Linked DNA regions of Mus musculus: regions 1 and 3 are each linked to region 2. Evidence: chromatin contacts called from public Hi-C data. All regions are on one chromosome and are shown on one strand. The core of a region is the stretch at or near the end of the contact, and the rest is flanking DNA. Distances in the headings are between cores, read along the strand shown.

Region 1 (3,033 bases), core at 6-2,505, 170 kb after region 2:
TTTTGAAAAGCAGAGAATAGGTGGCTAATGGCATGCTGGGAGGGAGGGAGGGAAGGAGGGAGGGAGGGGCAAGGAGACGTTGGGAGTTATTCCTAAAGCTGCTGCAGCTGAGTGGCTGTGATGGAGAGAGGCAGCCCAGGGAACAGTCAGGAGCCAAAGCTCTTTTGTATTTAGTTTCAAGTGGTGATGGCAGAGGTCTGGGTAGAGGCAGAACACAGGAGCTGGAGAAGAGGAGACCAACCAGTGGACTGCAAACCTAAGGCTCCACAAACTACCCCTGGGGGCATGACAGCCTGTGAGAAGGCTTAAATTGAGAGCAGAACAGAGAGGAATCTCAACTTTAGGGTGTCTTAGAAAGAGGTAGATCCAGGGATTCACCCAGGACACAAGGAAGCTGCTTCCAGAGACAAGAGAAGGCACCTGGAGGAGACCATGTCTCTGCCACCTTGTGTCCCTGGCTTTCTATGCACAAATTGTCTTGAACATCCTAACTACTACCAGACTAAGTGTATTGGGTTCCACTAACATCTAAGCAACAACCCTCCAGGGCTGTCCCTCAGAATACTGGGGAAGTTAGGACGAGATCCTGTCTCCCTTAGCCTTCCTATCTCTGGCTGAATTCCACACTCCTGCTTCTGACTTCCAAAGCTCTGAGGAAGGGCATAGAAATAGCCCTGCCCTAGCAGGAGCCCACTTGGCCTCCTGAATTTAGCATAACTCAGGAGTAGAAGGATCCTGGAGTCTGTTCAAAGGCTACAGCCCACACGGCCCACGGACCAGGGAATCCAGCGTCTTTAAATTTGGCGTCTAGATCGCTTTAGGTTATAGTATCAGGGAAGCATCATCACCGTCCCCCTGTGCTTCTTCCTGTCCTAACTTTGGCATTTGCATGCCTACCCAGCAACACTTTAAACACATCAGCGGGACTAGTCACACTAAAGCTGCTCAGACAATCTGTTCCCACGCCCTCCCCCACCCCCACCCCCCAGCTCCTTAGATCTCAGGATCACACCTGGCCCAACGTGCATGGTAGATAAATGTTTGCTGAAGTGCCTCGAATGCATGGATGCAGACTGGGACGGGTCTATGGTCCTTCCCTTTTGTACACCAAAGTGAGGCCACGCCCTAGCTTCTGATCAGAAGAGCTGGTTCAGGAATCTACGCTCCTGATTTCCAGTCCGCTTTCCCTAGGATGTCAGCTTCAGTTCTCAAATGCTCCCCCAAAGGACTCGCAGTATTGGATAAATATGCAAACACCGCAGAAGGCTCCCTCCCCTGCAAGCTGGAGGTGGCTCTCGCTGGTTTAAATGGCACTATCTCGGTATCACCCACCAGGCCCACAGCATCAAATGGCTTTCTTTGGAGCCCTTTCTCAAAAGCAGCAGTGCGACCCGCCTCTCCTGCTTCACCACCACCTGTCACAGTTTGGGTCCCTTCTCCATTTTTCTCCCTACTTTGAATTTCCTAGCTTCTCAAAATGGGCTGCTTCTCACCTTTCTGAGTGCAAACTGCTTTGTTTGCTTTTAATCTTTAAAAGCTTTTGGCTCCAGTATAGCTCTAACTAATCTAAAAGCCCTGGAGTTTTCCCCGAGCAGATGATTAGGGGACTCTTTTTATGGAGGAGTGGTGAAATCGGCCTCTTTTCCTTGGAGACAGAACAGTGTGTGGAAGTGTGCATGTGTGCATGTGTGTGTAGACCTAGTACATATATATATATATATGCACATGTATATACACACACACACACACACACACACACAAGAGAGGCTCAGAAACAAACACCACAAGGCTTCTCTGTAACCACTAATGGTGGCAGTGCACAGCGTATTCATACAAGGAGACAGGGGATGTCAGAGTGTCTGTTAAGCTCTGCCTTGTGCTTACCAGTCAGCTACATCAAGGCCTCCTTTAAGCTCTTCCCTTAAGTGACAGTGTTTCCCATCCTGGGACCAAGGCTTACCAGTTTAGCTGAGGCTGTGGAGAAGGTTCTAGAAAGGACAAGAGCCCTGACCCCCTAGCTTGACTCTGTCCTTAGACCCCTGGCTCAAAGTTCAATCTCTCCTAGCTTATCATGAGCCTCAGTTTCCATTTTTGTAAAATGGGACTGGTGACGCATCTCTTAGAGGGAAGTTCTGAAGGTTGGTTAAAAAAAAAAAAAACCTTCGAAGTCCCAGCAGAAGGCAACGCCAGTCATCATCCTACGAAGGTTTGTTCTTAATAAAATCAAGGTGGGTTTTTTTTAATCTAATTTTAAAATGTTTAGAAGACTTCATTGCAATTTTAGAAGAGTTCATATGCAGTTTTTTGTTTCCGATTAGACTCCGGAAACCATATGATTGATCTATGCAGCCACTCTTTCACGCAAGAAGCGTCTGGCACAATAAGCGCTTTGCTACTCTAATTACTGCGGCTGTCAACATGGCTATTGTGATGTTTATTGATGGGACGGTCTCTTTGGAAAATAGAGTCCTGCATGATGAGCAGTTCCCTGTACATGGCCACATCAAAAGAATGGAGGTTGGATGGCTTTATGCATTCTTCCGTTTTGTGTTTGAAAAATATGTATTCATCTGTCAAAATAAAAAAGCAAAAATGTTTAACCAATGAGGGCCCTCGGACTAATGGAGCCCAGGTTCTGTAGCTACTCAAGGTCTCCTTGGCAACTGTTTGGGAGAGAGCAGAGCTCCTAAGAGCTTTGCTTGCAGCTAGAGGACATAGAAAGGTTAGACTTTCAAAGCCTTTGTGTCTATCCGCTAATGTCTGTAGGCAATATGTGCTTTTTAGAGAGCCTTTTGAATTACAGGGAAGGTGTGGGTGGCCAGATACTTTCCTTGAATAGCGATTACACTTTTTAAACTAGTGCCTGGTCTTGGTGAAACAGCTCTCTGGTTAAGTGTCGACAGAGAATGGTGTCTTAACCCTAGCTGGAGACCAGCCAGCCTCAAGAGCCTCTTCTTGTGCTGTGCACTAAGCTGTCACAGCCTCCCCCACCCCCAGCCCACGGAGCTCTGCTACCCAGAGAGGCCTTCAGTC
Region 2 (3,064 bases), core at 498-2,997:
GACCAGCATCCGAATGAGGGAGTTTTAATTTTCTCCGGGTCAGAGAGAGCTGTGCTTCCAGGGAGTGGACTCTAGGTCCTTGGTCTCAGGGGTGGGCTCAGGCTGACTGGCCTAAGCCAGGGATGCAAAGTAGGGCAGGCGTCCCCAGGGGGGTTGCCGTGGCAACAAGGAAGTTCTAATCAGTGGAGACTCCCAGGGTTGGCTGGATGCTTGCTTCGGTGGGGGACACAGCCTGGTGTGTCTAAGGCGTTGGGGACCTCAGTGATCTCTCTGTAAAGCCGGGGCTGGGCTTTCAGTTCCCTGTCCTAAGTAAAAGGGCTTATGGGTGGGACAGCTGCTTGCAGCTGCAGAGGGGTCATGTGATGAGGCTGTATTGTGGCTATCTTCCCACAAACATTGCGGTGACATAGGACAAGGGCTGTAGGGGGTAAAATGTACACAGGTTTCTAAGCCTCTCCCGGCTCTATCTACCATATCAACCCCTCCCAGGGGTGTGGCCAGGCGTCTTAGGTTTTAGGAAGAACGTCAGCGTTCTGGTGATTGGCCAAGCTTGGGGACTTATGGGTCCATCACTTAGTGTAACCCCTGGGGCCTGTCACAAAAGCCCCCTGAGAGTTGAGTCTGGAGAAGGATGCACTCTGATTTCTTGAGCCACTTCTTTGTCATCAGCTTCTCCATGTTAGCTCATGGTGTCACTGGCTGGCTTCTCCTGGGGGCTGAAGGTCTCAGCCCTCACTTCTGGGTCCTAGTCGAGATCTGGGTAGCCGGTGATGAGCAAGGGCTACCCTGGCTTTGCAGCTTGGCCCAGGTCTTAGTACCTCTCAGAGAAGTATCTTCACTTCAAAAACAGTCAGCTGGGTGTGGGGACCTTTAATCCCAGCACTCAGGAGGCAGAGGTAGGCAGATCTCTGAGTTCCAGGCCAGCCTGGTCTACAGAGTGAGTTCCAGGCCAGCCTGGTCTACAGAGGGTTCTCTAGTTCATTTTCCTCCCTACTCTCTCTTTCCCTCCCTCCCTTCTTCCCCCCTCTCTCTCTTCCTTTCTCCCTCCCCCCTTTTCTTCCCTCCCTCTCCCCCATCCCTCCCTCCCCACTTTTCTTTCTTAGTGTGTGTACATGTGCCATGACATTCACGAGGAGATCAGAAGGCAGCTGTGGGAGCTGCTTTTCTCCTTTCACCAAGTGTGTGGGGCATCTCAGGATTAAACTCATGTCCTCAGGCTTCGTGGCAGAAGCCTTCACCTGCCGAGCCATCTTTCTGAGCACCAACTGTCTCCATAGAAAGGTCCCAAGGCCCCATTTCATGGAGGCATGGGTTTGTAAGACCATAGAGCAGTAGAGCCAATTTGAATTCCAGCTCTCCTTGGTAGAGCTGTGTAGCCCTAGGCTCGTGACATAACCTCTCTGAACTTTGGCTTCCTCATATGCAATACCAGGGAGATGGATCTTAGTGGCCTGGGGTAGCCATGAAGAGTATGAGGACAGTCACAAACCACAGAGTGGGCTCTGTGCTGTGCTGAAGGCAGGCAGGGGGCCTGAGAGGCGGGCATCCCGAGCCTCAGCACTGTGGAGAGGATGACAGTTCTGCCTTCATATCCTGAAGCAGCCTCACACTGCAGGAGGAGCTGAGAGGCCTCTGGTGTTTGGTTGCCTGGTTTCTGCTGAGTCGGAAGGAGCTGGGAGCTGGGAAGTGACAGTCTGCGGCAGCCAGGGGCCGTGTGGGACACATTCTTTGCTGAAAGCCAGTTTCCATCTTGTTATCTTAATGGCTCCTTACAACAGCTCTGGTAATTGTCAGCTCGCTGTTCAGATAGATGGGAGCCCCGAGACTGAGTTAACTGCTCAAGGTCACTCAGCATAGCAGCTTTGACAGGGAGGCCTAGCCAGACACCAGGCCAAGTGTCTGTGTCTCTAACAGATGGTGACAAGCCTTCCCAGAATCTGCCCACCTTTGTCTACCTTAACTTCTGCCTGCTGCAGTCTCAGTCTCTTGGTCCTGAAGAGCTCTGACTCTGAGCCAGATGTCTAGGTTCAAATCCTTCCCAAGTCTGTGAGCTTAACGTGCCTGGGTTCTCCGTTGGTCAAATGGGGGAGGCGATACTTGCGTCTACTCTGAAGTAATGTTTGGGAGAGTCATGCAGCCCATTAGTGTATACCCCGACCTGGGCCTCAGTTGTTCCATACGCTAAATCGGTGTTGTTGACTGAGCACGTATTTGGAGTGGTTAAGAGTTTGGTTTACTATCCATAGCAACCAATGAGCTTGGGGGTTTTAGTCCCATTCTCCAGATGAAGAAACTGAGACCAGAGAAGTGAATTGACATACCAAAAGCATCCTGGCTATAACGGGCAGGATGGTGCAGTCCATACTCAGCTCTGACTTTCACTTGCAACCCATGACTTCCACCTCCTCCCCTCCCATCTTTGAGTGACACTCCAGGGACTCCACTAGCCTGGGACATTGGAGTCCCTGCCCTATACAGAAGAGGTAGACCCCGTGCCTACTTGTAGGCTCCAGTCCTATCTGGGGTTCTTTTCGTTCTCAGACTGTGGCAGGCCCTAACTGGTCCCAGACTCTGAGCGCTGAAGGAGAAGTGTGTTTCCTCTGTGAGGCCTCTCTCCAGCCTCACTCTGTTCCCGGCCTGCCACTTTAGCCAGCAGCAGCAGTGGGTTACATAATGAGCAGCAGGTTACATAAGGGTGAACTAGGCCCTGGTGGGGACTGGGAACAGAGTGGTCCTCACCATCTAGCAGAGCGCCAGGCTCCCACACCCACGGTGCTCAGCTGTCCACCCGGGCCCAGAACTGGGGCTGGGCCTGGTATGATTACAGAGCATAAACGTTGCTTGCCTGGTGTGGCATAGCCCGGTCAGGGCCAAGAGCCCCAGTGTGGTCCTTGCTCTTCATGTCTTGATGAATCCCGTTCATTTCTGGACCTGTTTCCCTTTCTAGAAATCAAAGGCTAGTCTGGAGCTGTCCAGCACCCCTCCCAGCTCCAGGGACATAGGGCTTTTGTTTTGGAGAGGAGACTCACATCTCTAGGTTCTGGCTCACTCTCTGGACATTGTC
Region 3 (2,909 bases), core at 327-2,826, 200 kb after region 2:
TTTAACAGTCAAACTTGAGTGTGTGCGTGTCGTTGCTATACCTTTTGGTACTCTGTATAATTAGCCGTGTTCAGGGGGTGTCATATTCAAGACACCCTGGTCATAAGATAACATGACTTGCAAGCTATCTCAAGAGAAAAACCTCAATTATGACTAATTCTCATAAGCCCACTCAAGGCTATTTCGAGACTAACACCTCCTTCAGGTAAAGCCGTTACACCCAACCTGCTTTTATAACCCACCGCCTCCTACCCAGCACAGAGACCATCTGTTACACAGAGGGAACACCAGCTCCCACCCCCACCCAGAAGGAGGGCAGGATGCTACAGGAAACAGGTGTTTGGAGAACGGCAGCCATGGCGCCTTCAGAGATACACACACACACACCCTGGGTCCCAAACTCTACCTTTGCCCTCTGTCTAGGCTCCTGCGACAGCACAATCCCTGCATGGCTCATTTATTTCATCACCTCTAGGGCCTGGCAGACACTCAACTACAAAGTGATTTGACAACGTCTAGGCGTAGGCATCCATCACGCTGCCAGCAGAAGAGACAAGTAGCCTGTTTACTTAAACACAATAGCTAGGAGGCAGACGCCTGCTAGGAAGCAGGAAACAAAACACGGGCCACTATTTTCAAGATGTTGCCCTCCAGAAGGGCAGGTGCCCATTCCTTAGGATTATCACCACACGAACAGGAAGGAAGGGACATTGGATACAAATGAAATCAAGATTCCCGTGGTTTTCCAATGGTGCCCACAAGCCACCATAGGGTCAGACCATGGTACTTCACAGCCCAAATCTAAACCTACAGCGCAAGCAGCAAAATACACCCTCCTACGAACCATCTGCTGGCATATACCGGGACATGTACACGTGCATTGGTCTTTTAAAATTGTTTATCAGTTACTACCACCCACTGCCGCCACCCCATAGTCCCCAGCCTGGCTTACAAAATTAAACTCTGTAAAGGAACCAACCCCGGGGGATGGAGGGGGAGAGAGGGAGAGAGAGAGGATCGAAACCACTCGCTATGCTACCCCAAACCAGAGATTACAATGTGGGAAACCACAAGCCACCAAGTGAGTGAAGAGAGAGAACCGGGGTTGATTCCAGGATAGAAGGGCGGGCGAGGGGGTTGGGGAGAGGCCTCTATTATTTCCGTGGTCTGGCAGGTCTGGAAGCAAAGCTTCAAGTGCAGAAGGAAGAGGAGTGTTCCGGGAATGGCAGAAAGGTCTGGAACGTGAATGCAGACCTGGGTAAAGGGCACTTGGAGCTGTGGGAGGCTCCCTGCAGCTCCTGCCTCTGCACATGACCCCGACTCCCTTCTCTCTCTTTGGATCTGGGTCCAGGGACTGGCTTGTAGACGCCCCTCCCAGGAGATTCCCTTAGCTGCTGCAGACTCAGGCTCCAGCCAGGTTGGCTCTGTCCCTGGGGAGGGCCACTCAAATGCCTGCCTCTCAGTTTCTGGGGACCCACAGCGGGCCTCTCACCTCGCAGCTCAGCTCCATCCGCCTCCGGTGCCTGGCTGCGACCAGCTGGTAAACAGCCCTGTCTCCCTGGCAACCGCCAAGGGGTGGGGGCCACGTGCTTCCGGTGGGACCGGAACCTGCCTGACCTGGACCGCAAGCTGAATTGGACTAGGGCACGGAGGGCGGAGGGGCAGAGGTGGTTCACGGATTCCAGGCTCAGGACCTTGGTGTGGCCCTGCCCCATGGAGGCCACAGGGCCCTGGGCCTGGACCCCTGCCATTGGAACTCTTCTTCCTGACCTGGCCTGACTCTTGTGTCTCCTGGGGAATGTGCGTTCAGGGGAGAGGGAGCCCTGCCCTGGAGTCGGGGGTAGGGACCAGGAACAAATCCCTGTCAATCCTTGGCCTGACTTTGCCAGTGTCCTTGTTTTAAACAGGGTTGTGCAACTGTTTTAAAACGAGACCCTTAGAATCTGGGTGGTGATTTTTTTAGGGTATGTTGTCATGGGGGTTCCCACCCCCAGGCCACCAGTCTTGTGATCACCACCTGTATCTCCTATTTCCTCCTTAAGGGTCTAACTATATACAGTCAGCAACTCCAGCCACTTCACCGCGTTTCCCAACAGCTTTGAGTTTTGGAGGCCGGCAGCCTGACTGCTTTCTCAGAAGCTATGGTCCACTACCTCAGCCATTCTGTTGGTAAGAGTCCTCCTGGCCCTACTGTCATCCCATCAGTGTGATGGATGCCTTAGCTGGAATCTGTCCAACCCACACCGAGCCATGACATGTCACACACATGAGACCCTCTGCCCTCCCTGGCCAGCCTTCTGTTTCCTGCCCTCTCCAATAGCTATTTCAAATCCTATCTGTCCTCTAAAAACCTCCCACATGCCGTCTTCCTTCCTCCCTCCCTGTGGGATGACAGTCTCCTGCCCTCTGCAAAGGAAAATAGAAACCATTGAATGTGAACCTTCTTAGTTGTCTGCTGTCAGACCAGAGGGCTCCCAGCCTTTGCACGATTGCTCTCTTGCCTCTGGTCTGTTAGAATGGTCATCTGATCCCATCCCTGTTAGCTGTCTCTGAGGTGCTTCCCAACCACAGCCACACACACGCACACACGCACACACACGCGCGCGCGCACACACACACATACACACACACACACACATACACACACACTCTCCCCCTCCCTAGGCCCAATATCCTTGCTTCTGTTGAAACCTTGACTTAAATGAAGACTCTTCCCTAGTTTAGCCTGTCCCTTCACTTGCCCAATTCCTCCCTGTCTTTGTTCCAATCTAATCAACTCTTCCTTCCAAGCTGGCATTAAGATGACTTTAAAGCTGAGAAGTGACAGCGCATTCCTTTAATCCCGACACTCAGGAGGAAGAGGTAGGCGGATCTCTGAGTTCAAGGCCAGCCTGGTCTACAGAGCAAGT

Evidence for each region. Hi-C and Micro-C count contacts between places; a contact is called where the count stands out from the background.
Region 1: a contact with region 2 is called in a Hi-C map of cerebral cortex, with 1.8 times the contacts expected there. The contact joins two enhancer-like sites. A contact is called at or near these places in 1 of 15 datasets of contacts at CTCF or cohesin (embryonic stem cells), 6 of 484 Hi-C or Micro-C datasets (the N1E-115 cell line, Sertoli cells, cerebral cortex and 3 more), 7 of 115 datasets of contacts at active chromatin or transcription factors (embryonic basal ganglia, embryonic stem cells, neural progenitor cells and 1 more) and 1 of 9 other capture datasets (embryonic stem cells).
Region 3: a Hi-C map of cerebral cortex shows a contact between it and region 2, with 1.8 times the contacts expected there. The contact joins the promoter of Ubxn10 here to the enhancer-like site in region 2. A contact is called at or near these places in 13 of 39 promoter capture datasets (the 3T3-L1 cell line, the C10 cell line, cranial neural crest and 8 more), 1 of 484 Hi-C or Micro-C datasets (cerebral cortex), 4 of 115 datasets of contacts at active chromatin or transcription factors (embryonic basal ganglia, embryonic stem cells and pancreatic cancer cells) and 3 of 9 other capture datasets (embryonic stem cells, liver and pancreatic islet).

Annotation. Positions count from the first base shown.
Region 1 is chr4:138,690,791-138,693,823 of GRCm38.p6, forward strand. All of the region lies in intron 1 of Gm32770 (a long non-coding RNA gene), which reads left to right. Among named protein-coding and RNA genes, the nearest start is that of Gm32770, 15 kb to the left of the region's middle. Within about 2 kb of position 1,256, at least 14 of the 459 cell types and tissues checked have an H3K27ac peak or open chromatin away from gene starts, as enhancers often do. A contact at or near this core is called in cerebral cortex, where this site is marked.
Region 2 is chr4:138,522,279-138,525,342 of GRCm38.p6, forward strand. All of the region lies in intron 3 of Gm32549 (a long non-coding RNA gene), which reads left to right. Among named protein-coding and RNA genes, the nearest start is that of Gm32549, 27 kb to the left of the region's middle. Within about 2 kb of position 1,748, at least 28 of the 459 cell types and tissues checked have an H3K27ac peak or open chromatin away from gene starts, as enhancers often do. A contact at or near this core is called in cerebral cortex and hippocampal neurons, where this site is marked.
Region 3 is chr4:138,723,689-138,726,597 of GRCm38.p6, forward strand. It overlaps Ubxn10 (UBX domain protein 10), which reads right to left and starts at 1,577. Exons shown (of 2, transcript NM_178671.5): 1 at 1,493-1,577. Pla2g2c (phospholipase A2, group IIC) reads left to right here and starts at 1,637. Exons shown (of 6, transcript NM_008868.3): 1 at 1,637-1,800; 2 at 2,043-2,169.